4 separate regions of the Mus musculus genome follow, and regions 2, 3 and 4 are each linked to region 1. The links are chromatin contacts, called in public Hi-C maps. All regions are on one chromosome and are shown on one strand. The core of a region is the stretch at or near the end of the contact, and the rest is flanking DNA. Distances in the headings are between cores, read along the strand shown. Region 1 holds the start of 4932441J04Rik (RIKEN cDNA 4932441J04 gene). Region 2 holds the start of Stim2 (stromal interaction molecule 2). Region 3 has its middle 160 kb from the start of Stim2. Region 4 has its middle 110 kb from the start of Gm10440.

What was found. Hi-C and Micro-C count contacts between places; a contact is called where the count stands out from the background.
Region 2: a contact with region 1 is called in a Hi-C map of cardiomyocytes, with 5 times the contacts expected there. The contact joins the promoter of Stim2 here to the promoter of 4932441J04Rik in region 1. A contact is called at or near these places in 1 of 39 promoter capture datasets (cranial neural crest) and 5 of 484 Hi-C or Micro-C datasets (LSK cells, cardiomyocytes, embryonic stem cells and 2 more).
Region 3: a contact with region 1 is called in a Hi-C map of cerebral cortex, with 4 times the contacts expected there. The contact joins the enhancer-like site here to the promoter of 4932441J04Rik in region 1. A contact is called at or near these places in 2 of 39 promoter capture datasets (cranial neural crest and hippocampal neurons), 7 of 484 Hi-C or Micro-C datasets (B cells, the HL-1 cell line, adipose-derived mesenchymal stem cells and 3 more) and 1 of 115 datasets of contacts at active chromatin or transcription factors (embryonic forebrain).
Region 4: a Hi-C map of cerebral cortex shows a contact between it and region 1, with 5 times the contacts expected there. The contact joins the enhancer-like site here to the promoter of 4932441J04Rik in region 1. A contact is called at or near these places in 1 of 39 promoter capture datasets (cranial neural crest) and 4 of 484 Hi-C or Micro-C datasets (the G1E-ER4 cell line, cerebral cortex, cortical neurons and 1 more).

The regions. Positions count from the first base shown.
Region 1 is chr5:57,714,955-57,722,191 of GRCm38.p6, reverse strand. It overlaps 4932441J04Rik (RIKEN cDNA 4932441J04 gene), which reads left to right and starts at 4,273. Exons shown (of 5, transcript NR_015588.2): 1 at 4,273-4,346. It overlaps Pcdh7 (protocadherin 7), which reads right to left and starts at 4,111. Exons shown (of 3, transcript NM_001122758.2): 1 at 1-4,111. The coding sequence starts at 3,087.
Region 2 is chr5:53,994,313-54,001,549 of GRCm38.p6, reverse strand. It overlaps Stim2 (stromal interaction molecule 2), which reads right to left and starts at 3,027. Exons shown (of 12, transcript NM_001081103.2): 1 at 2,516-3,027. The coding sequence starts at 2,666. Gm30601 (a long non-coding RNA gene) reads right to left here and starts at 6,299. Exons shown (of 2, transcript XR_376962.2): 1 at 5,433-6,299; 2 at 4,937-5,148.
Region 3 is chr5:54,152,296-54,159,532 of GRCm38.p6, reverse strand. No RefSeq gene overlaps it. Among named protein-coding and RNA genes, the nearest start is that of Stim2, 160 kb to the right of the region's middle. Within about 2 kb of position 4,187, at least 32 of the 459 cell types and tissues checked have an H3K27ac peak or open chromatin away from gene starts, as enhancers often do. A contact at or near this core is called in cerebral cortex, cortical neurons and hippocampal neurons, where this site is marked.
Region 4 is chr5:54,237,528-54,244,764 of GRCm38.p6, reverse strand. No RefSeq gene overlaps it. Among named protein-coding and RNA genes, the nearest start is that of Gm10440, 110 kb to the left of the region's middle. Within about 2 kb of position 3,319, at least 8 of the 459 cell types and tissues checked have an H3K27ac peak or open chromatin away from gene starts, as enhancers often do. A contact at or near this core is called in cerebral cortex, where this site is marked.

The DNA of each region.
Region 1 (7,237 bases), core at 3,024-5,523:
TGTGTTGGCTGGTGGTAGATCTTGTACAGCTTGATGTTTTTTCCCTGCAGTTGGTGACTGGGGGTGAAGCTGGACAGTAGGCAATGGGGAACTGGATTTGTAATGCCTTGCCAGGTCGGGACTGCCAGGCCCACCATTAACAGATCGGTATCGGCCCATGCTTGGGCTGTCTGACAGCTTCTCATTGACACTATCATACCTCTGTCCATTTGGTTTAGAAGCTTCGACAGTGACGATACTGCTGTAGAGTGGCTGCTTAGATTTTTTGTTTTTCTTGTCCTTTTTAGGCTTTTTAGATTTGTCATGCTGCTGGGGTGTAAAAAAGTCCTCATGGTCTTTTTTGCCAGCTTCGTAGCCATTTTTATTTTTGGACCTGCAGTATCTTGCCATCATGACAATTAAAATGATTAGAATCACTGTCATAATGCCAGCAACCACCCCAATGACAATACTAAGTCTCTGTTTGCTAATTTCATAGCTTGGGTCACCAGCTATATCCTGGGTGAGTGGGGTATGCAAACTTCGGACTATCTGAGAGTCAATTACAGTTGCATTGGAAACACTTTCATTGACAAATACATGCACCAAAGTCGTAGTGGACTGGGAAGGCTGGCCACTGTCATTCACTTGCACAACCAGCCTGTGCAAGCCATAATGCTTCTGGGTGAGTTTCCCCACTAAGGAAACCACACCACTGGTGGAATCAATCTCAAACAGCTTGAAAGGATTCCCTCCCACAATGCTGTAGTTCAAGTCCGCATTGATGCCATCATCACTGTCTGTCGCTAACACTGTAGCTACTACTGTCCTGACATTACTTGAAGGTGGCAGCAACGTGTAGGAAATGTTTCTGGGAAGGGTAACTGTGGGAGCGTTGTCATTTTCATCCATCACAAAGAGAGAGACTGTGGCTGTGGCCGACCTGGGAGGATCTCCCCCATCCACAGCCTTCACTCTGAAAGTGTACGTAGTCTGATGTTCCCTGTCAAAAGACATTGTGGAGTAAATGGTCCCTGTGTCATTTTCAATAGAAAAAATGTTACTGTTCTCCTCTATGTACAGGCTCATCTCTGCATTCCGTCCCTTGTCAGCATCCATCACGGTGACCATCCCCACAGGGCTGTTGGGTTGTAAGTTTTCCTTCACATAAAAGGTAAAGACATCTTGCATAAACTTAGGGTCGTTGTCGTTTTTATCAGCCACCTGTACAATCACCGTGGTGCTGCCTTGCAGCACTGGGATGCCTTTGTCTTTGGCATTAACTTTAAACTCATACCTGTCAGTCTGCTCCCGGTCCAGTACTGTATTGACCAGGATGTCTCCAGAATCGGGATCGATGGCAAAAGTCCCCATCACTGAGGAGTCCAGTGAATAGGCGATCTCTGCATTCTTCCCGCTGTCAGCATCTGTCGCCAGCACTGTGGCTACCCTCTCCCCGGGAATGTTGTTCTCTGGAAAGTAAACCTCAACCACAGACTGGCCAAAGACAGGAGGGTTGTCATTAGTGTCTCCCACCTTGACCACCAAGGAATTGTTGCTGGAGAGGCTGGGACTGCCAGAGTCCACAGCTACTATGACCACGTTGAACTCCCGGGTGGTCTCATAGTCTAGTGGGGCTGATGTGTGCAGGAAGTACTTTTTCTTGTTTTGATCGCCTTCTGTGTCGCTGGCTGGCTTAAGCTGGAAAGGAACGTCTCCCACTACGGTACAGGTGACTACCCCGTTCTCGCCTTGGTCACGGTCGGACACCTGAACCAGGGCGATGGGGGTGTCCACCAGGACATCTTCGGCTACGTTGGCCACCCCGTCCTTAAGTGGGATGCGCCCTATCTTGCGAATTTCGATGGAGGGAACGTTGTCGTTCTCGTCTTTGATGTTGAGGACTACGGTGGCCTTATCAGTCTTGGGGGGCTGCCCGCGGTCACGGGCCATTACTGTGAATCTCAACTGGTTCACTTCCTCGCGGTCGATCCGGTGTAAGACACTGAGCCAGCCCGACGTTTCATCCAGGCGCAGTAGCCGTCTTACCGACTCGGTGGCAGCCCCAAATACATACTCGATCTGTCCATTGACCCCTACATCCAAATCGGTGGCGCGCAACTGTAGGATGGGGGTGCCCGGAGCGCTGTTCTCAGCCAGGTCAGCCTCATACACGCTCTTCTCGAAGCGGGGGCTGTTGTCATTCACGTCGGTGATGAGCACCCGCAAGATGGCCTGCGAAGACCGAGGTGGGTCGCCCCCATCGCGCACTCGGAGGGTCAGCTCATAGGAATCTCTCTGCTCCCGGTCCAGCGCCCCCTTCACGATCAGCTGCGGTTGTTTCTCGCCGTCTGGAGTGTCTGCCACCTGAAGCTCAAACACACTGCTTCGGCCACTAGGACTCGTCCCGCCGCCACCCTCAGGCGCGTCCAGCCGCCGCTTGGAGCCTCCAGAGCCGCCGCCGCTCGCGCTGTTCCCGCCGCCCCCTGGGTAGGGGGCGCTGTCCGCCGGCCCCAAGCGCCTTCCCTCGCCGCTGCCGCCGCCACCCCCGGGCTCCTGGAGCAGCTCGTAGCGTTCGATGCCATTGCGACCAAAGTCACGATCGGTGGCCGTGGGCAGCAGGTAGAGCGTGCCTACAGGCCGGTTCTCCTCCACCGTGAGCGTGAGCACCGGCGACGGGAAGGTGGGCGTGTTATCGTTGATGTCCAGCACGATGACCCGACCCTCAAACAGGTCCACCCAGCTCTGTGAGGGCCCTATCACCGACACCTCGAAGTCCAGGAAACATTCGTTCTCGTCGAAGATCATCTGACATTGGGGCAGCTTTTCTCGGTCGATGCGCCGCTCACTGGTGCTCAGCTCGCCGGTGAGGTTGTCAATCTTCAGATACTCAGAACCAGACTCAAGGCTGAAAGTCACCTCGCCGGAGCCGGTCACGATGCCCAGGTCCGAGGCCACATTGCCGATCCGCACGTCGGCGGGGCCCTCCTCGGCCAGCCGGTACCGGAGCAGCTGCTTGGCGGCGGCCAGGCTGAAGCAGAGCGGCAGAAGGAGACAACAGCCCAAGCACCAGCCGCGCGCCCATCCCGTGGTCCGCATCCTCAGCATCTTCTCTTGCTGCTGCTGCTACTGCTCCTTCTAACCACAACCCCCCTCGGCACCCCCCTCCTCCGGGGCTGGCCGCCTGCCCTCCCCTCGGTCCTCCTCTCCGGGAAAGGAAGAAACGAGAGGGAGGGGAGGGAGGGGGCCAGAGTAGCGCGTAGAGTCGGCCGATGGGAGGGGGGCAGCTAGAGATGCTTCTTTTTTTCTCCTCCTGCTTCTTCCGAAAGTTATTGTTTCATAATTCATGCAATGGGTGCTAATCGCCCGCTCGCCGGCCACCGTTTACTCGCAGTACTCACAGTTCACGGGACACTGCGCGCCACGGGCTCGGTGCCCCCACAAAGTCATCCCCGCAGTGGGAAGATACTGAGATCCAGTCTCCAAGCCCTGGGAAGGGGCCGGAACCGCTTCTGCAAGAGGGCGGCGGAGCCTGGTAGCGGACTAGAACAAACCTGCAGCCTTCCCCGCCTGACAGCAGCGTTAGTCCTTACTGCTACTCGAGTTAAGTCCAATTCACGTTCCAGCTACTCACTCTAGACCCAGGCTCTGTTTAGGCTCCCGAGGTCCAGACAAACCTGAACCGCTTCCTGCTTCAGGCTCTGGGGCGAGCAACAAGCCAGTCTTAACTCTGACTCCTCTTAAGCAGCCGGGAAGCCACTCAACATATCTTGAATGAAAAATTCCACGGCAGGTCGCTTCGGGCAAGGTGCAGCGAAAAGACGCCTCGCGTCACAGCTCGGTCCGCGACCGGGTGCTCCCGGCGCGCCAAAGAGCAGCCCGAGCCATCTTCAGAGACGCCCAGAGTCGGTCGCTTCTCACCCCGAAGAGCTCCGGTTTCTCTTTTTTTCTTAACAACTCTGCGCAAGGTCATTAGTCACGAAGCCGCCGCCTGAAACCGCAGCAACCATTCGCCCGCGGGGGCGAGAGCCGAACCGTGCGCACCGCGCGGTGCCCAAGTTTGGATTCTCAGCCGCAGAGTCCGTGCCTTCCCTCACCTGCATTCGGCCCGCGTGTTGGAGCAGTGGGATCTGCAGCGCTGTGCGCGATTCAGGGAGGAGATTGCAGCCTCTCTCTCTCTCCCCGCTCTCTCTCGATCCCTCCCCTCCCTCCCTCCTTCTCTTTCTCTCCTCCCTCCTCTTCTCTCTCCTCCCTCCTCTCCTTTCCCCTTTCCCCCCCTCTCTCACTCTCTCCAGCACAGTCTCTCAGCTTCTTCCAGTCTCAATGCGGGGAACTCGAGCTGAACTTGATCCCTTTGCAGTTCAAAGGTGAGCAAGCCTGGCTCCGTGCATCCGCGCGACACTGGCCCGGTGAAAGCTCACGACCGGGCACTCCTAACGGCAATTAACAAAGATGCCCAATTCTGTCCGGATTTCCAAAGAAAAGCCAAAGCCACTGGGGCGGGGGTGGAGGGGGAGGTGGAGTCAAACAGAGCTGCCAAGTAGCTTAAAAAAAAAAAATCTAGTTTGCCAAAGGGAGAAAAAGTGCCAGTCGGCTGTTGTCTCGGAAGTGCCCTGGCGCGGCGGGTGAATTCCGCAGTTGTCTCGTCCGCTTTCGCGTCTAGCAGAGTCTGGTGCGCGCGCTCCCGCCGCCTCTCTGGCTGTGGCTGTTCCGAGACACCGAATCGCTCCGGGGAAGCTCCTACTCTCGCTACCCACTAGCCGGAAACCCGCAAGTTTGCATAAACTGGTGGTTGTTGCGGAAAGCCCGCGGGCTCCGGAGTCAGACTTGACTCCGACGCTGCAGCGGCGGCGGCGGTATCCGAAACTACACAGTTGCAGAGAACCAGGGAGGAGGGCCCAGGGAAGGGAGGCGGGAGGAAGGACTAGCCAGCCGCGGCGCTCACCGAAGCCAGGCTTCGCTTCGTGGGGCCGACTGAGAACTGCCCAATCTCAGCCCCGATAAGCCAAAGTCTAGTCTCCTTAGGCAGTTTGGGTGGGGGTGGGGTGATTCTTTTTCCCCCTCTAGGGCTGGTAGACTAAACCCGGCTGCGTGGGTAAGAGCTGAAGTGAGGGTGTTAGTATACCTTCCTCCCACGTCTACCCTCAGACGATGCCCCCCTCCCGCCCCAACTCCCACCCGCAACGTGTCTTCGTTTCGCAATTTAGCATCTGGGTTAGTGAATTGCTACTGGTAGGCTGAGGTCGATGTCTGAGTTCCGAAAGCCAAGCTTGTGTTCTGCCAAACCGTGACGGGCTGCAGTAGTGAAGAGAGAGCATCAAACTCCAACGAGAGCCAGAGAGGATCCTTTTTTGGAGCCCAGACTTTGGAGGTCTGGGTTGGGGAGGGGAGAATGCCTGCCTTTGTTTAAATGCTTGGAATTCCTGTCATCCGGCTCTCACTGGGGATAGACCGTGTGTGCACGCGCCTGGGGAATAAAACACATGCTAGAAGCCTGGGTATTATTTTCTAAGCAGAGCCTGCAGCTTTTAGTAACCGGCAAAGTGTAGCGTCACCTATCTGGATATAAGGGAAATAAACTTTAATGGCAACTTTGTGTACCGAGTATGCTTAACCTCTTTTCTCTCCTTTTGACTTTGTGCCTCGTGATCCTCCCTGCCATTCCCGGGCGTGAGGCTTCCCCGGTTCTCACTCATGACCACCGCAGTCTGCCAAGTCAGATCTCAGGGCTGGTGGTGTATTTCGAACCGAAGCCCACTTCTCATGTATTTCACACTGTCAAAATAAAGACCCTCTACCGAAAGATTAAGAAAAGACGAAGGTAGTAGGTGGAGTTTGTGTCGGGTCCTTACTATCTCGGAGAATGTTGCTAGGAATTTAAGGGTTCCTTTAAAGACGAATTTGCATGCCCGATCTAATGCTCACGGAATCAATTTTACTCTGAGACCAGAGGAGGCAGAATGACTTAAATAAGTCAAACACCAATAAAGTCTAGGAGCAAAGGAAGCGCGCGGTTGTTTGGAGGAGCGCGGCGAGGAGTGTGTTTGGGGGCGGGGGAGCGACAGTGGTTTCCAAAAGCTCTCCCAGGAGGGGCGGGGGTGGAAGCGCGGAGGACGGAACCGTGAGTAGTATGTGCCAGGAGCTAACGAATATTTCCCTGTCCCATAAAGCAGCATCTTTCCGGGAGGGGTGGCTCCTCCTCCTCGGCGAGAACGGCCTTCCCCGTAACCCTCCGGCCGCCGCCACCAGAGCTCTCAGCTCTGTATCTGCAGCATCAGCGAGAAAAGCCTGGCGCGCAGGCTCAGTGCGCACCGCCGCAGTCTGAAGGAGGGGGCTGGCGCCGCAGCGCCTCAGCGGCCGACGAAGTGGCAGTAACGCGATGTCCCCCTCACATTTGGAAGAATAGAGGTTTATCTGAATGCCAGCTTTCTCCCGATCCAGACTGGAATGGGAAGGGGGACGTCACCTCCACTGCGAGGCTTTGCGCTGTGCATTCCGATGCGTGGTAGTGTGGCACTCACTCCCCTCATCGCCTTACTAGAATTTTGCAAACTTCAAGCAATCGTGTGGGCAGAAAGACATTATGCACTCCCTCTTCCCTTGTCAGACCATAAACTTGAATAACCCTCCTCTGCCTCTTCAAGCATTTTCCCGCCGCTCTTGACAAGGGTGGAGGGAGGGACTGCGTGGTCTACTCTTGCCTAGAGTTTGCATATATTTCCTCCCCACGACGATTAGGGGACAGGGGTGCAGCGCGTCCTTCACACTGTAGTGGTTTCCTCTGAGAGAGGGAGGTAACCTCCTCTCGCCCTCCCCACTTATCCCCACCGACTCTGCCGCGGAGCCAAGCCAGCGTGGGAAATGGGTCCGACGTGTGTTGCATGGATAGCAGCGCGGCCAGGCTGCTGTTGGGCCGGGAAACCTTGCTCTGCTCCCTCCCCCACCAGTCGCCAGCTCCGACCTTTCCGCCAGAGAAGTGGCAGCTCCTTTGCCGCCTCCCCCTCCCCCAGCGGTTCCTGTGGACGAGAATGGAATGGGCGGGAAGAGGGTAAAGGGGGGTAAAGTGGGGTAAAGGGAGGTAAAGGGGGTGACACCCTCCTAGCGCCCTTGCGGCGGCCGTTGCTCCCAATCCTCTTCCGCCCCCTGTCTGGGCGCTCACACCACTGCTGTAGCCTCCAGCCCGTGTGCAGGGTGAATGAAGGCGAGCAGTAGTCCCGTCCCCCCCCCCCCCCCGCCCCATTTCCGCAGTCTTAGAGCT
Region 2 (7,237 bases), core at 1,778-4,277, 3.7 Mb after region 1:
CTATCTCTGCAAGAATACTTTTGTTGTTGTTGTTCAAAACTAAGAACAAGCCAGACTTAAAGATAATTTGTTCTAAAAATACACCAACATAAGACCCTTGGAAGTAAGCTTCAATGTAAAGGTGTGTTCTGGACTGTTTTAATAAAAAGCAAACGCCTCAGAAGCTCCTAACGGTTAAGTATTAAAAGTGCTAATCTGGGAAGGAAAACAGAGAATGGGGTCGCTGTCAGTTTATGAAACTATTAGACATGTCAACAGTGAGACAGCCACTTTCACAGGGAACCCCGGAGAAAAATTCTCTCACAGTTCTTTCACAAGTTTTCAGATTGCAAAATCCACATAAAATGTAGTTCTCTCATATGCTCATGTCTGCATCTATCCATTAACACTGTCTGGAATGTAACAGGGTTTGCCTGTGGCTCCACTTCCTGAAGTGTGAAGTATCGCCATCCATTTATGTCCCAGGTTTAATAAAACAAATGGAGCCATAAAAGAGAACTACCCACAAAAACTATTAAATGAGAAAGGGCCTTACAGAGGCCATACAATTCAAAGCATTTTTCAACACATTCTACTTTCACAAGTCATTTTTCAATCTACATTTCCCTAAACACCAGCCCTGCTGACTGTATTTTCATAAACTTATTAAAATTCTATTATTCAACTTAGATACTGAGCAGTTGTAAAATCTGAAACTTTAAGTGGAAATGTTTAACGTTTTAAAATTAATATTTGAACATAAGGGGAAAAAAAGAGATCTTTTATAAACAGAAATAATTCCGAGGTCAACATTTCAGCAAATTTATTAAAAAGCACGACAGCACAACTTCACTTTGTGTGATGATCTTTCCCACTAAGAATCACTGCGTCTTTTCAACTGTGCCATAAATAACTACAGAGAAAATTAAAAGGGTTACAGCTTATTAGAAGTCCATCTGCGCTGATTTCTTGATGTTCTCAGTAAAACATACTTGCTTGAAGAGTCAATAAACACCAAAGTTCTAGATCACTTGCCTCTCTGTCAATCACATTTGTTAAGGCATTATGTAATCAAACATTTCTGCCAAAGAGGTGGGGGGACCCACACTACTATACCATTTAGAAGCTAACGTTCCACTCCTAGGGGAGACAATAAGCCCTCAACCTACACTCTAGTGTAGGTTTTAACTAGTTTAACACTGTTCCCTTCCACACTTGCCATATTTTTGTTAGAAAATAACTATTTGAGCATGAAACCACCCAATATATCCCTCCCTACATACTACGTCCCTAAAGATCATTCTATAATCCTTTATCCAAGGCAACCAGTGATGACTTGCCTGGTTCAACTGACCAGGATCTGGTAAGTTTTTTGAGTACCTTGAGTATGCTAATCATTATGCTCTATACCCTCCAACTCTCAAAGTGCCTGACAATGCTTACCGACATCCTTCTTCTGTCTGCAACAGGAAATAGCCTGTCACAGAACTCAGAGGAAAGCTGCTATGATCTAAAGACTCCTGAACACTTTGCTGAGCAGCTGTTAGTAACTCCCAGACGCCTGTTGGGCTACCACTGCAGTTAAATTAACAGTGAATCATCTTATTCCTCTTTAATCCTGCTGTTCTTCCAGAAAACCTAGAGATCTACCTTAAAAATAAACACAGCAGCAAGAAAAATAAGTTACTCTACCTCCAGCACTGTGCCCCAGGAAATCATTTCAGGACCTTTACATCACTGCTTAAACCACACCAGATCAGTTATATAAGACAACGAAGGCTGTAAAAGCATACAATTTTCTACTTAACCTTACCAAACATATTTGCAAGTTTTCAGTAAGTGCTAGAACGTTCTGTGTTTAAAAAAGGTACTGGTGCACTCCATCAGAACTATGCTGCCCAAATCCACGTCACAAATATCCTGCACTTGGTAAATTGTAGGTGTGTTTCTGGTTACCTGCTGCGCTTTCTGCACCCTTTGTCACCCAGTGATGCTCTCAAACAGCATATACTTTCCATCCCTTAAAGCGTCCTCGTACCCCCACAAAAACACACCAGACTTTGACGTTTCTTCATACTAACACAGAACCACTAGTGCCACTAGGTGCTGTGGCTCTCAAAGAATCTCTTCAGCAGCTTCCCCTGGGACAGGGCGCTCAGCCCGGCTCTCGATCGGTAAGAAGCTGCCAGCCGCCTTTGCAAAGGCAACAGGGGCCAACTCCATACCGCATTGCTGCTGCTGCTGCCGCCGCCTACTTTCTTTGGCGGCTTTGGGAAGAGGGGAAATGAGCCCAGTCCCCTACAGACCCCACTGGTCCCTTCGGCAGCACGAAAGAGAAACCACTGCATTGCTCAGCTGGGAAGCTCGCAGGAGCCCACTAAGGGCGAAGAAAGCACAGTAGAGGCGCCAGTCGGTGGACTAGGAAGGCGTCCGAAGTGCGACGACCGGCGCCAAGGCAACCGCTAGGCGCCCTCTCGGGGGATGGGGTCCTGCCGGGAGTCCCGCCAAGCCTGCCCGTCGCCCGCACGGGCCTCACCTGTCAGCAGCGCCTGGCGCTCGCCCGCAGCCGCAGCCGAAGGAGACGCCGCCGCTCCGGCCGATCCCGACGCGCGCCGCCCGCGGAGGTGCCGGGGCACCAGATCGCATCCGTCCGCCACGCCGGCCACCAACAACCCGAAGAGCAGCATTGCTGCCCAGCGCCGCCGGAGAGGGCGGCCCGAGGCCCGGCCCGGTGCCACGGCGGGAGGAGCGCTCACAGGAGCCGCCGGCCACTCGCTCACCGCCAGCTGCCCGGGGCCCGGCCGCCTCGGAAGCGGACTCCCGCCGGGTGCTGACCCGCTCCCTTCACCGGCGGCCCGCGAAGCTCGGCTCGCCGCCGCGTTCATTGGTTCCGGTTATTTAAAAAAAAAAAAAAAAAAAAAAGTGGGGGAGCGCAGTGGTACGGCGTCTTCCGACCCAGCGCGACACCCGCGCAGCTGCCGCGGCGACACCGGGATCCGCTGCTCTGGCGCGGCCAAGCCCCAGCCCAGCGCCCGCGCCGCCGCCGCGGCGCATCCCCCCGCCCCCTCCGGCCCGCGCCCGCCGTAGTACCACGCTCGGCCGGGCCACCTCCCTCCCCTCACACACTCGCTCTCATACCAATCCCCCGCCTCCCTCAGCCCCGCCACGGCGCAGGCGCAACGCCGCGGCACTGCGCGTGCGTGGTCGTGGGCCCCGCCCCTAGGGGCGTTCCCAGACCGATAGGCGGGGCGTGGGACAGCCGCCCAGGCTGTGCTTCAGGAGCCAGAGAAGCTGAGCGGGAGGAAGGAGTGAGTCTCGCCCACGCCGTGATCTGATGATGGGCAGCCTGGAGACCTGGATAAAGCGTATCGACGTCGCAGATCCTCTGAGTGCTTTAACCCCGTGGGTCAAAAAAAACCTTGCAGTGGGAAACAGCGGCCTCCCCTAACTTGGATGTTGGTGGGGGTTACCGGTTGCCAGCTTTGTAGAAGCGGAGGGAAACCCAGCCTAGCTTTGTATTTACTTGACAAACATTTGGCAAAGCGCATACCTTGTGCCAGAGTGCTAGGAATTTCTCTAAGCAATTTACAGTGGCATAGTGTAACTCAATCTCATCGCCATTTTACATGTGACGAAACCCAAGCGCTGAAATGTTAAAATAGCTTAACCAACCCACCGGCCCATAGCTAATAAATGGACATGGCCCGATTTATCAACTACTGAATGGAAATGTTCGAATAATGTGCTCTAGCTTCTTACTATTTTCCATGCTGACACTGAAGGCAGTCACTGCCACTCATCTGCCAAACCACCACTTCTATAGACTGCCAGCTGAACAGGTTGCCCCAACTACAACATAGACTTGACCATTTTGCTTATCTGCAATGAAGCAGTTTTGTGGATGCTCTTGCAATTCTGCTCCAGATCCAATTGATCTAAAAGGGGAAAAGAACCGGAATCTATTTCTTCAAGTAGATGCTACCATTGCAATGGGACTATGTTGTTGTTATTGTTGTTGGCTGTTTTTTTATTTTGTTTCAATTGTGGTAGGAGTCCTCAGGATGTGACCCAGGTAAATGGCACTCAGAGGCAAGCTACATACCTCAGAGACCCATATCAAAGCATTTCTTCAGAAAACCTTTGAAATGTAAAAGGAGGTGTTGAACACACACACATATTTAAGAACTCGAAGCTAGGATTGTTAAGAACATAGGTCTGACTACTGTTGGATTTTGTTGTTGGCTTGCAGTTTAGATCAGTTTGTTCCAGAAGTCAAGAAGTCAAATACATAACAATTCCTTAGGAAGCTTGACCAAAAGAATGTCGGGTAGTGGAAGAGGAAGATGCACACTGCAGAAAAGAATCAGGAATAATAACAAGGCTAATCAACCACAATTATTTCTTGACATACTTCTTAGGGGCATTATGTTGGAGGGTGGGGCCGTTCCTTACCGGGCAACAGTAAGTTTCTATTTTGCTTGCTGAAAGGCAGTGAAGCCTTGTGTTTGCTGAGTAGACAGAACTGCTAGGCACCGGATAACCAGGAAGTAAATAAGTTCCTTTCCTACTCTACAGGAGGCATCATTTAATTCATCAGTATTTACTGAACATCTCATATACGCCGAGCAAAGTATTATACGGTGGGGTATTATATTCAGCAGACTAAGAAACACTTGGAAATGTCAAATAAGTCAGAACTTGAAGCTCTAAAATTGCTAACAGTCCTTTCCTAGGGAACTTTACCATCTTGGACAGGAGATACAATTTTTGTCTATTACCTTATAGATTCTTACACGGTTCTGACTCGGAATTAGTTCCTAACGTGGGTAGTACAAACTATGTTACAGCAATAACAATATAAAACCAGGAAAAACTAGCAATCCACTGGGCCCGAGCTTCTTTAAACAAAGATGGCATACGATTTCTTTCAAACACAGGGCACACTGAGACCCGATAATGGATTTGGAATCATAAATGTTTATTTCTCTCTAGTGGGACCACAGGTAAGGAACCAGCATTCACCATAGCGGCCTCTCTCAGATAGACACGGGCTAGAATAAACCCTCTATTTTATAGATCTGTTTTATGGGTACCGATGTTTCTGGCTGCGCAGCCGTGGTGCACACTGTTACTCAGGGGCACATTGTTCCGGTGCATCATAGCATAGGCCTAGGGAACAGGCAAGAGCAAGTCCATTACTTTGAAAAAAAAAAAAAAAAAACCCATCCGTAGAATTAGATCGAGAATTACACTTGCAAAGTGTACACATAAACACAAGACTTGAGGCGGTGATAATCACGTCCTCTGCCCAGGTTCCCTTTCCTTTCCCTGGTAACCTAGAGCTTCCTGCCTGGTGCTTCTCTTGCCAAATTCCATCAAAATCTTCCTGGAACCCCTTTCCCTTGTTGGCCACCCTACTCCTACAGCCCAGCCCCCTCCTTTAAAGTCCAAACCTCACAACTTGCCGTGTATCTTCAGAATGTGTTCTCGGTCTTATTTTAACACAGTCTTGACTTCGTGTCTGATGGGCAGCTTTGAACTTTGTTATCAGACCAACCTCGTAGAAACCTCAACTCCGGCTCTTCTGTGTGACGCGTAGGCAAGTTAATTAGGAACCCAATTATACCTGCACCACAGAATTATTGGTGGAGTGGAAAAAATAGTAACAAAGAAAGCCTTCCCTGGGTCCCTGGCACCCAGGTGCTTTGTACTTAGTGACTCTGGCCTCAGGCTCTGGGCGTGTATGCTAAAGGTGCTCCTAGGTTAGGATTAAACGCATCTCACTTTGCCTAGGCTTTTCGATTCTGCAGATGAACCCAACTCTCAGTGCACACCCAAAGCAAAAGAACTGCACTGGCTCCTCCCCATCTCTGGAGCAAACCCTCACCATCCTCTATCCTTGCTCCCCCACGGCCCACACAGCCTGCCTCAGGTTCCAACTAGGAGAACCGGATCTCCGCTTGCGAGCTCAGGAGCCTCCCCGTAGCAGCGCGCATGCCCACGGACTCTGGCGGCCGCCACAGGTGCGCGACTCTGGCACAGAGCGCGCCCGGGTTCCGTGGGCGGACCGTCCGCGCGCGCCCGACACCCGGGTGATGACATCACCGCGTGGGCGGGCGCAGTAGCTCTAGGAGGGAGCGCTGTGGGCGTGAGGCGGGATGAAAGTATCACCCAGGGGAATTCCGACTGAGGTCGCGCCTGCCCACAGCTTCCCCAGCCTGACTGTGACCCCAAGGAGTGGGGGGTTCTTGCCACATCAGGGTAGAGGAGCACCGTGGACAACTGCTCTTTGCTTGCCCTTCTTAGATAGCTTCTGGGGAAATGCAAGAAAGAGTCCTCTTTGGGGAAACCGGGTTATGAACTGGACCACTTTCATAGCTTCCCAGGAAATTAAGGTCCTGAGAACTTTGAAATACTCAAAGTAATAACAGCTAATAGGGTTTCAAGGTAGAAGCAATGAAAGTTAGCAAATATGAGTATAGTCTTCAAGTCGTGGAGTACATTAAAGCACTAAAAGGGCTGGGGCCGGGGGTGAGGGGGGGGGGGCGGAAGAGTAGTGAAAGTTGTTCACTTGTAAGCCACTTGCTACCTCAATCCAGTATGAAAAGGTTATGCCTCACCCAGTTTACTGAGGGTGCGAAAACCTGTGCATCTTTCTCTGGGGAGCAGAGAAAGGAAGCTTTTCTAGAGCCAGCCCACAAAAGAAAGTCAAATCTACCCACCAAAGCCAAGTGGATCAGTGTTTTGTGACTAATCAAAGTCAGTGTCCTCTGTTACTGGTTAATTTGAAGTGTTGTGGGAGAGATGTTGATATCTCTGATAAGTGCTAATGCCTGTGGTAGGAACGGTATTGGCATTTCCTGTATGAGTGAAACTGGATGAAGAGAAAAGTAAAAATGTCATAGCTGAAAATTACCAGATTCAAATAATGGTGCAAACTAGAATGCCAGCGCTTCAGACGGTGGGTGGGGCAATTATGCAAGAGATAACACATGGCTTGCACTCTCACAAGTGTATCTGATAGCAGGTGAGACCGGAAAAAGTAACTGATGAGGTGCAAAAATATTTATGTAAAATGCAAGGAGCCATGCTTCTGGGTGCAGCTGTCGGCGCACACCAAGAATACAGGAATGGGAGGTAGAGAGTGAAGATTGAGAAATCCAAGGTCAATGTAGGCTACACGAAAGACACACAGAGACAGAGAGAGAAAAAGACAAGAGACAGACACACAGAGAGACCAAGCATCTAATTCACAGGC
Region 3 (7,237 bases), core at 2,938-5,437, 3.6 Mb after region 1:
CCTGCTCTCCGGCAAGAACTGTGCCTTTCTCTGCATTTTATTTTGAGCCAAATACATTCCAGGCAATCCTGAAAAGAGATGATTATTAACTGTTCCCACCCCAACGATGCTTTGTGGCTTAATTAAGGACAATGATGGCTCTGGGGGACTGAGAACATATTGGAACACCAAACCAGTCTTCACAGATTCCCCCACCAAGCAGAAATCAGGGGGAGGTGGAGAGGAGACAAGGCAAACCCGAAGGTTATCAAACCATGGCTAAAGTGTCTGTTGTCTAGTTCTAAAAGGAGAGGCAAAAAAAAAAAGCAAGACTGTGCAGCCATCCACCCATAGAGAGGCTTGCATACACAAAGAGGGAAAGGGAGGCATGGTTGTACTCGTACTTCAGTTCATAGCATCAGCAGAATGGACCTAAATCATTCATTTGTGCAGATAAAAAGGTTGGGCTTCACACATGCACGCACATTCACATACACAGACACAGACACACACATTCACACACACACAGACACACACACACAGACACACACACACACAGACACACACACACACACAGACACACACACACACAGACACACACACAGACACACAGACACACACACACACACACACAGACACACACACACACACAGACACACACACACACATGCACACACACACAGACACACAGACACACACACACACACACAGACACACAGACACACACACACACACACACACAGACACACAGACACACACACACACACACAGACACACAGTCACACACACAGACACACACACAGACACACACAGACACACACACACACAGACACACAGACACACAGACACACACAGACACACACACACACACACACACACACACACACACACACACACACACAGACACACACACACACACACCAGGAAGGTTTCACTGACAAAGAATGTCCGGCAATAAAGTGGTAAGTCTCTTCTCAGCAAACTCACAGCCCTCTGACCTTGCGCACTGAAGGCAGCTCTGGCTAATCTGAGCAAACATGAGTGAGCCCTGTCAAGTTAAGGTGTGTGCCAGCCGCCTCTGGCAGACCTTTCTGCTTCCCGCTGATAGATGGTTACACGCAGCCACTCCACTTAGCATGCTGAGTGTCAGAGTCCCCAGAGTCCTCAAAATTCCCCTCGCCATCTATCACTGATTACACCATAGTAAAGCAAACATAATAGGTCCAATTCACGTCAACTGCACAATTGGGAGACAGTTTTAAATTTTATTCCGTAATGAGGGCGGCTTTATTGTTGAAGGTGCTGGAGGAATACAAATCAGGAGATTTCCTGTCTATAAAAAGGCCAGTATTAGAGTCTGGAGGAATGTGAAGTTGAGAAAAGGGACTCTTTCCAAGATTTATGTGTAAATAAAATGGGAGCTTTACAAAGTGAGGGAAGAGAACTCCTTGATGTGGCTCTCCTTTAGAAATATTTATACAGGCCTGTGAGCCGAGTCCAATAACTCAGAGTCGATATGGGAGGTGTTCACAAAAACATATCAAATATTAAAGCCCCCATTTTACAGAAAAACACCTTCTGTGCTGTATAGGCAGTGTAGGGTTTAAGCAAATGTCCCTTTGTTTTCCACTAAGAAGAATTGGAGCTCCCCTTCGTTGGTTTTACACTCTAGGAAGGAGGACGCTCCCTGTGTTGGAGAGTCAGGAAAAGTATAGAAAGGTGAGCACCAGCCTGGTCCTCAACAGACCCAGAAAGATGGCAGCTGAGTCTCCAGGCAGTAATGTAGAAATGAGGGAGGCCGACACCAGCTCTGTGGTGTAGCTCCATGGTAGAACCTCCCTAGCACATATGAAACCCCAAGGCCTATCCTGGGCACAGAGGGAAAGGAGGAGGCAGAGAAGGGATGGATGGAGGAGAAGGGAGAGATGAAGGAGAAAGAGGATGAAAGGGAGAAAAGGGAGATGGGGAGGGATGGAAGGCAAGCTTCATCGCTAGCACTAAGAGCAGGTAGCTGACACAGGTGACTGACACAGTCTTGAAGCCAAGCAATCACTGGCTGCCGAACTCTCCACACAATGTTACTGTCCTCTGCTTAGAATGCTAATGGTCTTTCCTCTTCTCCGAAAACATCTGTGGCACCCTTCTGACTCTCCAAGCCTATCCTCCAACTTCCTCCTACCCCACTTAGGCCTCAGCCTGAGCTCTGCTTCCTGTTCCAAGTCTGGCAGCCTTTGCTCATGCTGCCAACGACAGCTCAGGCGTTCAACAGGGGAGCCGGGTTTGACACAGGACTTGAGTAGAGGCACAATTGTCCAGAGGTGGAAATACAGACCTGCTGCTTCTCATAACTAGATCCCTCAGCCAGAGGTGACAGTGTCGACAATATACACCATGTATAAAAAAGCGCCTTGAAATTTTTCGCGACACTAGAAAGGTTGTCAAACTTTCAACACTCCAAGAAGGCGGATATTTATTTGCTCTCACTCACATTCCACTTAGCAGCAGCAGAGCCTCTGGAAACCTGGCCAGGACACAGGTCCTGCTTCTGTTGGGGGAATCATTTTAATTACCTCCAGTGGGGTGAAGCTCAGAGCCGGAGGCTTTGGATAGAAGAAACTCTGTTCAGACAAAGGTGCCCCAGAAAGTCTTGGTGAAAGATATCCAACCTCAGCAAAGGCTCTGAGGAGTCAAAGGGCAGAGAATGACTCCGACTACAGAGAGTGATTTAGTCACCGGAATAAGAGAGCTGGAGGTTTCACGTGCTCGGGCAATATTTCTGCTTTCTTAAACAGTTTTTAATTGGTTACTTTTGCATTACTGTGGCCAAGTATCAAAAAGAGCTTTCAAGGAGAGATTTACTTGTTTTGTGTTAGAGACGTCAGTCCGTGGGCGGTTTGGCCCAGGCAATTAGGTAGAGCATTGTGGAAAGGAGAGTTGAGCAGGCCAGGTGCCTGGGTCAGGAACATTGTAAACTGAGAGAGTCCTTGCGGGGTGGGTGGGAATTACCATAGAGGACTGTGGGCTGCTCCTCTGCCTTTGAGAGCTAGGATCCAGTCCATGCTGCCAGGGAGTACATGGGCGAGCAGAAGACAGAGCTAACATGACCAAGGCTCACTTAGAACCAAAGCTACCTTCCAGCAGACTGAGACTTCCAGCGGCAGAGGGACAATGGGAAAGCTGGTATTGGCTTTGAGACACTGGGTATTAAATTTAGGTATGCAGGAGAGTCAGGACCCCAGAGAGGCAAGGATGCTGTCCTCACAATCCAACAGTAAAATGAAAGGACTTGGCACAGTCCGTTAGACCCTCGGGAGAGTCAGTGTTTTCTCTGTGCCATTTCTTGTGTCTGAGGGCTTGTGGAAAAGAACTCACACCTGGTCTCCCCACAGGAGACCTCATCTTGCAAGCCACGCCCACCCGCCTTCAAGCCCCACCCACCTGCTTGCATCCCATATTGTGTTCACCTTCACTCACTGTAAGGAAAACCCTCCATTGCAGGGGCCATCATCATGTTGATACAATGTTACACACATCATTCCATCCCTGAAAAAAATTGCCCCCATAGGACCAAAGAACAGCCTGAGGGACACCAGAAGCCAGAGACCTCTAACTAGGAAGGATAGCAGGTGCTAAAAGTACAAAAGGCTCCAAGTTGTGGCTATGAACGGCAGAGTCCCGTTTCACACTCGACTGTCAAGTACATTAGCCAAGACAGGAGAGCACCTTCAAAGCCCAAAACACCAAAACCAAGGAATTAACTCACTGAAATATTAGTGGGTTGCGCTTGAAGACGAAATTGAATACTTAATATTTGTCTGTTGCCTTCCAAAGCAAATTGCACAAAATAACTCAAAATGAAATATTTAATTAGCTACTCTGAAATGGATTTGTTTTCAAGCCATTAATCTAATTAACACACCCAGCTCCCCCTGTACAGCACTGGCCTTGTTCAGACGAAGCCGGGATACAACTTGTATCTGTCTACTCGTGTACATGGCTATCTCTAAGAGCCTCCCCCTTGTCACACAGGCTATTTTCTGCTCCCTTGCTTTCTGTATTTGTGGGTAGCATTCATTATGAACAAAACAAAACAAAGACACTGCTCCAAATGAGGACCATTTGATGTTTCGAACTGTACAAGCTAAGGGCTATTTATCCGATGTGCACTGCAGCTGTGGCATCTGGATGCATGTGCACATGCACACCAAATGAACAGCCCGCATAATCGTGACAATTATACTTTGCAATATGTTCCCTTTTCAACTATTAACTCGGGAAGCTCCGAGGAAAAAGAAGTAGGGCGAAGGGGGTGGGGGGGGGGGTGGACCGACCTCATTTTGCTCCTTTAAAATTTGCAGCTTTGTGGGATCTACCTGCTTACCAATAAATTTAGGACTATTGATAATACGCTGTAATAAATTTACGAACAAAAATGATTCCCGCTGAAAAAATTACATAATGAACAAGTTTGGGGGGGCGTCAGAATGAAGAGCTGAGAGAATGCCAGTGCAATAGTGCCATCTAGAGGAAACAGTGGGGAACCGCACAAGCTTTTTTTTTTTCCTGCTTGGTGAACTGCAAGCCAGTAAGGAAAGCGTGACAAGCCTCTCTGTATATGATTTTTAAACGATTCAAATTCAAGACCACAGGTCTTTAATTTTTTTTTCTTCACTTCCCTGGATTTTGAGAGGTTGAACAGAGCATGCTGGCCAGGAGCAAAATCAGAACTGGGGAATTCGGACCTCACCCTCCATTCCTGAAGGTCTGAGCAGCCCCAGTCTTAACACTACCTAGTCTTTCTGTAGGCTCTCACTTCAGCTTGCTTGGGTAGTGTGGTTTGAATGTGAAATGCAAGTAGGCTTGGCTGTTCTGCCTGGTACCCAGCTGGTGGCGCTGTTTGGAGATGCGGTGGGAACTTTGGGAAGGGGGAATGTCTGGCTGGAGAAAGCATGTCCACTGGGAGGGAGGAGGTTCAGGGGCACTGCACACTTGAACTAGATCTGTAGTCCTGCCCACGCCGACCCCCCTTTTTATCATGAGACAAACAGTTCTATACCATAACTTCTGCTGCTGTGATGGTCTACCCAACTGTCTGGGCCAACCACTGAAGTCTCTAACATAAGCTAAATAAAACTCGCTTTCCTTAAATTCCTGTAGTCTGAAGAAAGCATGCCCGAAGGCCAGCTTTGGCTCAAACAGCTAGCCTGTGACATTTAGAGTGTTAAAAAAAATGTTTTTCATGTACACTGGTCAACCAAAAAGAGAAGAAACCTAGGAGGTTTGTTACACGTGTAGACATTTATCAAGTGAGGTTTTGTGCCCTGTGTCGAAATGCCAGTCTAGTCAGGTACGTGGTCCTCCCTCTCTAATTCAGAGGGTGCAGGGCTTAATGAAAATAATCTACTGCATACAAATGCACTAAGTTATTCCCCTGCCTCACCACATACTCTGAATCGACACCTGAAAATTCTCCAGCATGAATTGTGAGAGACACAATGGAAGGGAAAGGAAGGGAAAACAAGGGCCAATAAGCAAGAAGATGGAACAGTCATCTCAGACTACAAGCTGTCGTATAGCAAAAGGTGGTTGTAATCTCCAGTTTCATCGTAGCCTTAATGAACAAGGAAGAAAGTCACAGCAGGCGCCACAGGCTCCCGCAACTCCTCAAAGAATCCTGTTCTGCCCTTGCACAGCATTAGAGCTAAGATGGCCCCAGAACACCAGTGAGACAGTGAAGAAAAACTGAGGCCAGGTTGGTGGCCTTTTCCCCATCTTCATGGAAGTCTTAACAAGCGACGATGCTTTCCCCCTTGTTCCCACAACCCCTCGCTGCTTCTGAGTAACCTCATCAGACAGAGCTTTCACTGGGGCACAGTGACAGTGTGGCAAGGCATTTAGGTGGTTAGGATTGGCTCAAACACTGTACATAAGCTTACACCTTGGGCAATAAACTCTGATTCACCCTGATGCTGGGGGTCTCTGGAGTTTGATTCTGGGGGTTAGTCATCTGACTCGGCCGCCTCTCACCCTCCTTCCCCCATCCTCAGTCCTGTTCTCACAAAAATTAGCAGTGCCTACAACACAAAATAACCAAGAAAAGGAAGAAGAAGAAGAAGAAGAAGAAGAAGGAGGAGGAGGAGGAGGAGGAGGAGGAGGAGGAGGAGGAGGAGGAGGAGGAGAAAGAGAGAGAGAGAGAGAGAGAGAGAGAGAGAGAGAGAGAGAGAGAGAGAGAAGAGAAGAGAAGAGAAGAGAAGAGAAGAGAAGAGAAGAGAAGAGAAGAGAAGAGAAGAGAAGAGAAGAGAAGAGAAGAGAAGAGAAGAGAAGAGAAGAGAAGAGAAGAGAAGAGAAGAGAAGAGAAGAGACAAAGGCTACACACAACACTGCCCAGTTCTGCACTTGTCTGTTAACCAAATACATTGTTTCAAATAACCAGCAAAAGAGCTGAGCTATGGCCAAGGACTAACGACCCCTGTGTTCTGTTCTACTTGCTGATCAAATAGTTGCAGATTTCTATTAGCACAGAACAAAGGGAGCTAAAGCACACATATTATAAATCATTTAGCTGACTCCACTCTTAACTTTCCTGATCATTTCCTCACTCATTTTTTTAAAAAAATTTTTAATTAGCATATATCATTTTTCCTTCCCTTCTCTCCTTCCAAGTTTGCCATGTGCCCCCTCCTTTTCTCTAGATTATATTCATAGCTTCCAGACTTTTTTCCTTTAACTACTATTACATATATATTCATTCCTAAACATATAAATGCATCCTGTTCAGTTTGTTTGTTACGTGTATGTATATGATTTCAGGCTTGACCCACTAGGTATTGGATAACCAACTGAGAGCACATTTCTAGAGAAAACTATTTCCCCAGCTCTCAGAATTCTTTAGTTGCCTGCCATGCTTTGTCTGTGGGTGAGATTCCCTAGCGGTCCCTTGCATCTTAGTTTGTCTATTGGTGTCATCCTTGTTCAGGTCTTGTTAGGCAGCCATGATATTGAGACTTCTCTGATATTTCGAGGAGATGTAACCCCACCACCAGACATTCTGCTTTTCTCTCTTATCTCTTATAATCTTGCTCTCCCATGATGCTCTACGAGCTTTGCGTATAGGAGTTGTGTTGTAGATGGATCAGTTGTAGCTAGATAATCAAGTTCTCTGAATTTTGATTGGTTATGGGTTTGTCTGTTTGGTTGGGTTTTTTTTTTTTAATTGTTGCAAAGAGAAGCTAAACTCATCTGTGTGTATGATGTTTAG
Region 4 (7,237 bases), core at 2,070-4,569, 3.5 Mb after region 1:
TGCTGGGATCAATGAGAGGGGGGTAGAATTTCAGATCAGGCAATGTTAACAGGTCACCCACTATCTATTATATGAGCCTAGTATGTCCCCTCTCAAGTGCTACAGAGTCTCAGGACAGAGGAATAACATCAAAGGCTGAATTGTGTCCCAATTCACCAAATGCACATTTTGAAGTCCTGGCCTCTGATACTTATGAATGCAATACAGTCTGGTGATAGGACTTAACAGTGTGATTAAGCTAAAATGAGGTCATCGAGGTAGGTTCTATAGTTATCTTAGGTTGGTGTCCTCTTACAAAGGGTATTTAGACTCAAAGAAACACACATATGCATGTACCACAGAGAAAACACTATACAAACACAGAGAATTGGCATTAGTCTCCAAGCCAAAGAAAGAGGCTGTAAAATAAGCCAAGGATGCCAACACATGACCTTGAACCTTCAACCTTTAGAAAAGTAAGAAACAAGGTTCCTGCTTGTTAAGCCTCCACCTCCCAATCTGTGCTATTTTGACAGTAAAGATGACATATTGAGGAATTGTGGTAAATTAATTATCAATGTGATTTATATCATATTTCTCCAATCCAAAGGAACCTGTGCCCTTACCTCTTTTTACTGGCTGGTTTTGTGTCAACTTGACACAAGCTGGAGTTATCACAAAAAAAGGAGACTCCCTTGAGGAAATGCCTCCATGAGATCCAGCTGTAAGGCATTTCCTTGATTAGTGATCAAGGGGTTAGGGCCCCTTGTGAGTGGTACCATCCCTGGGCTGGTAGTCCTGGGTTCCATAAGAAAGCAAGCTGAGCAAGCCAGGAGAAGCAAGCCAGTAAGGAACATCCCTCCATGGCCTCTACATCAGTTCCTGCTTCCTGACCTGCTTGAGTTCCAGTCCTGACTTCCTTTGGTGATAAACAGCAACTTGAAAGTGTAAGCTGAATAAACCCTTTCCTCCCCAACTTGTTTCTTGATCATGATGTTTGGGCAGGAATAGAAACCCTGACTAAGACACTCCTTCTAGTTTGCCCTGGAGACTTGGTCTTCTTTGCAGAATGCAGTGGGAGCAACATTAGATTTCAGTAGTCACATAAGGAAACTAGACTAGCTTCTCCAGACAGAGAGACTTTGTGAGTCATATGCAGAGACACTCAGCCATCTCAATTACTCCAGTCTGACCCCCTGAGGCCAGACATGTCAATGAGTTGGACTTATGACTTACTATGAAATTTTTGAGACTATGAAAGACCCCAGCATCCTCTACCTTGTGCTTTAGAATGTTAACTTCTTGAGAAGAATCCAGACACCATGGGAGAAGTGAGACTACCTGAGCACCGCCACAAGAAGAAGCCACACAAAAAGAGATGTACCACGGGCCTCCCATCTTCCAGCCATCCCAGTCAGGCCTGATGTGAAGAAGCCATCTTGGACACCTAATTTAGTGACTCTTAATATGACTTTAGGTCATCCTTGATAGCAGGTTATAACTTTGATCAGAAGAGAGCTGAGACAAGGGTTGTGCAGTTGAGACCTGCAATACACACACACATGCACGCATGCTCGCACACATGCACACGTACACACAGGCATATGTAGCTATAAATTTTTATCTTAAGCAAGTAAGTTTTTAAATTCTTCTTCTACAGACCTACAGTAACCAAAATCATCTATAGGAAGTAGTACCTAAGTAAAGCATATCTACTTCCATGACAATACCATATCAATCATATGTTGAAAACATAGTATATTCATTTGCTATGGCCATTATAACAAATTAACACACACTGTGGCCTACACAGTAGAAATTTATCCTCTCAAGAGTCTTATTAGAGACTGCAAGCTCATAGTCAGGGATTTAGAAGTTTGGTTTCCTCTGAGGCATCTCTCTTCTGCTTGCAATGGCTACTTTCTTGCTTTTTCTTCTCATGGCCTTTTCTCCTTATACATGAACACACACACACATACACACACACACATACACACACACACACACACACACGCACACACATACATACACACATACACATACACACACACATACACACACATACACACATACACACACACACATACACACACATACACACACAGGCATACACACACATACACACACACACACACACACACACACACACACACACACACACACACACTTGCTTTCTTCCCGTGTATCCTAATGTCTTTTATAAGGACACCAGTCAGAATACATCAAGGCCTGATCTCATTTTAACTTCCTCTTCAAATACAATCATATTCTGAAGTAATGGGAGTCAGGACTTCAACCTATGAATCCAAAGAGAGGCATTCACTGCTCAGTGTGAAATACTTTGTACTGACCAAAGCAGTGTTGCTCAAGGCTGCCTCCACTTTGAAATAGCTTCTGTCATCTATAAATGAGCCTGACTCAATAAGCAACGGAACGGGGAAGGGATACAGGGACTTATTTGAATCTGAAGAGGATTCGCATGGATGACTCTGTGTTGTACACGTGGAGTGAAATACCTACATCCTTTTATGACTCTCCATGGCTGTTTCTGTCTATCCTAGAGATACACTTGCCATGTCTTGTCACTGTCACTTTAATCCCTAAGCCAGGAGGAGATGGGATGACCATTTATCCCTCTGCAGGCCTGTTTGGTCTATGGGCATGAACCCAGCACAGCTAGTGATACAAGAAAGTCAGAATTACCTTTCATTTGCCTGCAGTGCTCGGACTCCAAGGAGGGGATGGAGGAGTTATAAAAAATGCTGCAGAGAAGCGGTAAAATAGTAAATACAGAAAGCCCTCTGGAATAGAGTTGTATCACACACACACACACACACACACACACACACACACACCATCTCCTGCCCTGGGAGCATGTCCACGGCTCTTGCTCTCCGAATAATACCCAAGTCAGCACTACAAGTCCACAGAATTATGTGATTCTGTTGCCAGTATCCTTATTGATTTCCTCGCTGCCCTGAGAGAAGCTGTATAGCCTCCCAAGGACATAATCTCCCATTTTCACAGAAGGAAAGGCCCTTCTTGACAGAGACCTGGGGAGAGTCTATTAGCTCACTGTCGCAAGGTGGGGGGTGGGGGTGGGGCGGGGTGCTGCAGACCAAGCCCAGGCAGCTTAGTTTGCAGGCTTTTCCTTGCCACCTAATGAGTCCGCAGCCTTGACCCGCAGGCTTAAGTTCTTCACCCCTGCTTTAAACGTCGCCCAGAAGCTGGGCCCTTCTGTGGGTACTCTAACATGAAACATAGCCTGAGTTCCTTGACGCTTAGTTAAAGCTGACTTCTGCGAGTTTCTGTGTCGCTCTCCGACTGAGTCAGCATTTCATTCTGGACGTCTGTTCTTGTTCCAGAAAGAAGCGGCTGTGGATGAACAGATATGCGTGCTCCTGAATATCATTACAGGAGTCAAACTCTCCACCCGCCCCCTCTTCTCCCACAGCATTTCACTAACGGCCTGGCCCTCTCCCTCTCTCTCTCTCTCTCTCACGCTGGTGTTTATGGAAGAGGCTGGAGAATCCTCTGCCCTGTCCGCCAGCTTCTCATTCCCACAGGAACACACTGAGCAAGCACTGAGGGAGCTCCCACTCTGCACCCAGGGGAGAATTTCAGAGGAGATAAGCCAATTGGAAAGAGGTTAGGGACTTACGTTGGCATTGCATTTTTTAGCAACTTTTAGCTTCCAGTTTTCAGGTTTATTTAGAGTTGCTTGAAGCTATTTGCATAGCAACCTTCCTGGTCTCCTTCCTCCATATGCTATGAACTGTACTGAGAGCCAGGACCTCCAAGTCCATACACAGCACGTTTTCTTCAGAAGGTATTAGGACTAGGTGAAGTCGTGAGAACAGAATCCTTATGTGTAGGACTGGTGTCTTTATGAATCCTTTCTTCACCACGAATGGACAAGAAGACTTCCATCCTATCTCCATCACATCTGAAAGGGAAAACAGACTTCTATCTATGAACCGGTAATCAGGCTCTCACCAGACTGAATTGTCCAGTCCATTGACTTTGGAATTTGTGGTCTCCAGAAGTATACTAAGTAAACCTCTATTGTATAAGCCTCTCAGATTGTAGTGTTTTGTTACAGTCACTGCACTTACTAAGATAAAATTGAATCCAGAAGTTGGATCCTACAGTAGGAAACACACACAGGTACTGGAGAAGTTTATCGCCCTAGAGAGTTTTTGAGATATGTTCTAGAAGCCACCTAGGTTCCCACAGATAGACTCTGGGTGATGATTCTGGTGAAAACTGAAAAGGGAAAGGCCCACGGAACAGTTTCTGACTTCCAGATTATTTGTGGAATCCACAAGTAATCACACAAACAGGTTATTGGAAGAAATGTGGGCAGGAAAGATCATTCCGATAAGCTCTCAGGAGCAAATATGAAACTTGTTATGCAAGACAATGGGCAGACAGTAATGTTGCTGTAAGTGGCAAATTTGGGGCTGAATTTTATTCATGTTCTAGACATTATAGGAGGAAAAGATTATGAGCAATGAAATTAATTTTTTTTCAGAGTTCTGGATCTAAAATCCAGGGCTCTGTGTACATTAAGTAAGTACTATATCTATATCAATGAGCTATGTCCTCAGATCTAAAATGAGGACATTTCTGATTGTTGCCATTTCTATTTCTTGTTTGTTGAAAGTTTCACAATTTCTACAGCATCTCATATCTGTCCACAATTACCTCCCTGCTTCTCCCACTAGCATCCCTCCTGCCTCCCTCCCAGCTTCACAACCCCCTGTCTTTGTCATTAAAAGACTGATGATATTTAAGTCAGCTGTGGAAAGGACTGCTTGGTTCCCCTTGACTAACACTGAGCAAATGGCAGGATTGGAAAAGGAGCCAAGGATGGAATTAGAAAGCAGAAGAAAGTAGGACTTGGAGATTTGAAGTTTCTCTGTCTGTTCACAGTGTAAAGCATAAGACATTGTGTTTGGTTGAGGCTGGGAACTGCATAGGAAGGAACGCTTTGATAAAGCCAGCGGTGTGGGCGTGAGCCTGGCATTTACTCAGCCAGCCCTGCAGGAAAAGCAGCAATCTGACCTGAAGTAAAACAACATGGGGAAAAAGACAAGGAATTTATCCACCTCCTCAGCCTTGCTAGCTCAGAACTGTAGAACTCTTAGCCTTCAACTTGGCCTACTGGGCCTGAGAAGGCCCAACAGGTAATTGGAGGCTTCGAGTCTGTATCAGTCTCAAAGAGGGCACCTTTACTGCCCTTTGAATAAACTAGATTACTTCTCCCCAGCCCTATGGCAATCTAGCTATCAAGCAAAGTATTGCAGGACTAATTAGAATTACAAAATGATAATGCAGACTCCTGGAAGTCACCCCAAAAGATTCCAGTGGCTAGACTATGTCTTGTTCATAGCCATCTTTTACCTGACACAGACACACAGGAAACCAACATTTGGCCAGAGGGAATACAATCAGAGCAAACCCTGAGAACACACAGCCGGGCCTAGGAGGGTCTGTGAGCTCAGACCCTCCTGCCACAGCTAGGCAGTGCCTAAGTACACCACAGAAAAACCTACAGAAATATCCACATTGGTAATCAAATTAGCCTATGCTAACAATATTTTCCCAGACTCTCCTAGAAACATGCAGTAGGTCACCTGTAGGCATGCACTCTGACTACTAAGGGAAAACGTTAGCAACCAAGTGGTCCTTGGGAATTAGAGCACATTTAAGTTCTGTAGACTCAGGAGTGTTAAGCTCTCTCTCCATAGGCATCTTGCCCATTAGCCAGCCTGTGCCTTGATCCAATACCCTTGAGGGCTCTGAGCAGCAGCTTTACAAGGGTAATTGAAAGGGTAGTTCTGGCTGTCTATTTATCATCTCTTGATCACCTAACACCATGCTACCTATTAAGATGAGCTAGGAGAAACTGAGCTAAAGGTTACCTCAGCTGGAAGCTATTCAGCAAGCTATCCAACAGGAGACAAACAAAGCAAGATGTTCCTTAAATCCTCCCATTTTGGACCAATCTTTATGTGCTAATTAATCGTGATTACTCTATATAGTAAGCATATTTGAGGAGATTAATCTGCACTAGCCTTGGGTAGCATCCTAATTAACAATCTGCTGACGCAGCAGCCTCCTTGTAAGTGTAAATACAGTGTTGCATCCATTTGCAAAGCCACGGTGTGACTATACATTAGGCAACACACTAGTGGATACTGCACCGCTCTGTTAAAAATGTCCTGTTCACTGACCTTTCTGACTCCCCTCTGAGCTAGATGGACTCCTATTACCAAGTACTGGTGGAGTGTTACTCGGGTTTTCTTAGGGTATCTTTATCAAGTGAGTAAGATGATAGATAGATGATGATGATGATAGAAAGAACAGATATATAGATGAGGACTATTCAGGTGATGATATATGAAAGATCGATGATAGATATAATTAGATAGATAAATGAGAGATAGATACATAGATATATAGATGATAGTTACATACATAGATAGATACATAGATTCATAGATAAATAATATAGAAATAGATAATAGATGGATACATAGATACATAGATGATAGATAGATAGATAGATAGATAGATAATAAATAGATCATGATCAGAAAAATATCATGAAAAGGGGAAACTTCAAGATGAATTTCTCACAACTTTTCATCAGCCTTTGAGTTGTTAGCTCAAGCAGATCGAAGCAAAATATAATAGATAACATATACTCTTGTCCTTATTCAGTTTATTAGTAAGTACATAAAAAAATAGAGTCACTGAAAAGAATGCATGTCTGTCCACTCGTATCTACCTAAGCTATACCCAACTTTGGCCTTGCCACTCCTACTCTGTGCACTAACAGTTTCTAGTTTAACATAAACCTCCCACACCATGGGGAAAGTAGAGGAAAAGCAGAAAATAAAAGATTGTCTTTCTTATATCCCTACCTTAAGCTTAGCTTGATTTTTTTCATAACTGCTCACCTTAAGCCTTATGAAAGAAAAGGGAAGTTTTGCAAAGACTGAGTTGAATGGAGGAGAGGGTTGGCATTGGCAAGTGATTGTTGTTGCAGTTGCAGGCTAGGGAGCAGATAATAGAAGAATACTTTCACCTGAGATCCTCCAAAGGAAATTAACAGAATGAGTACAGAATAAAGGGAAAGAGGTCACAGAAGTTAGCACAGTGTGGAGGGAGGGAGGGGAAAGAGTAGTGTGAGCTGGGGAAAGAGAGAAGGGAAAGAGAAGAAAGAATCAGGGTGGGTGAAATGAAGGAG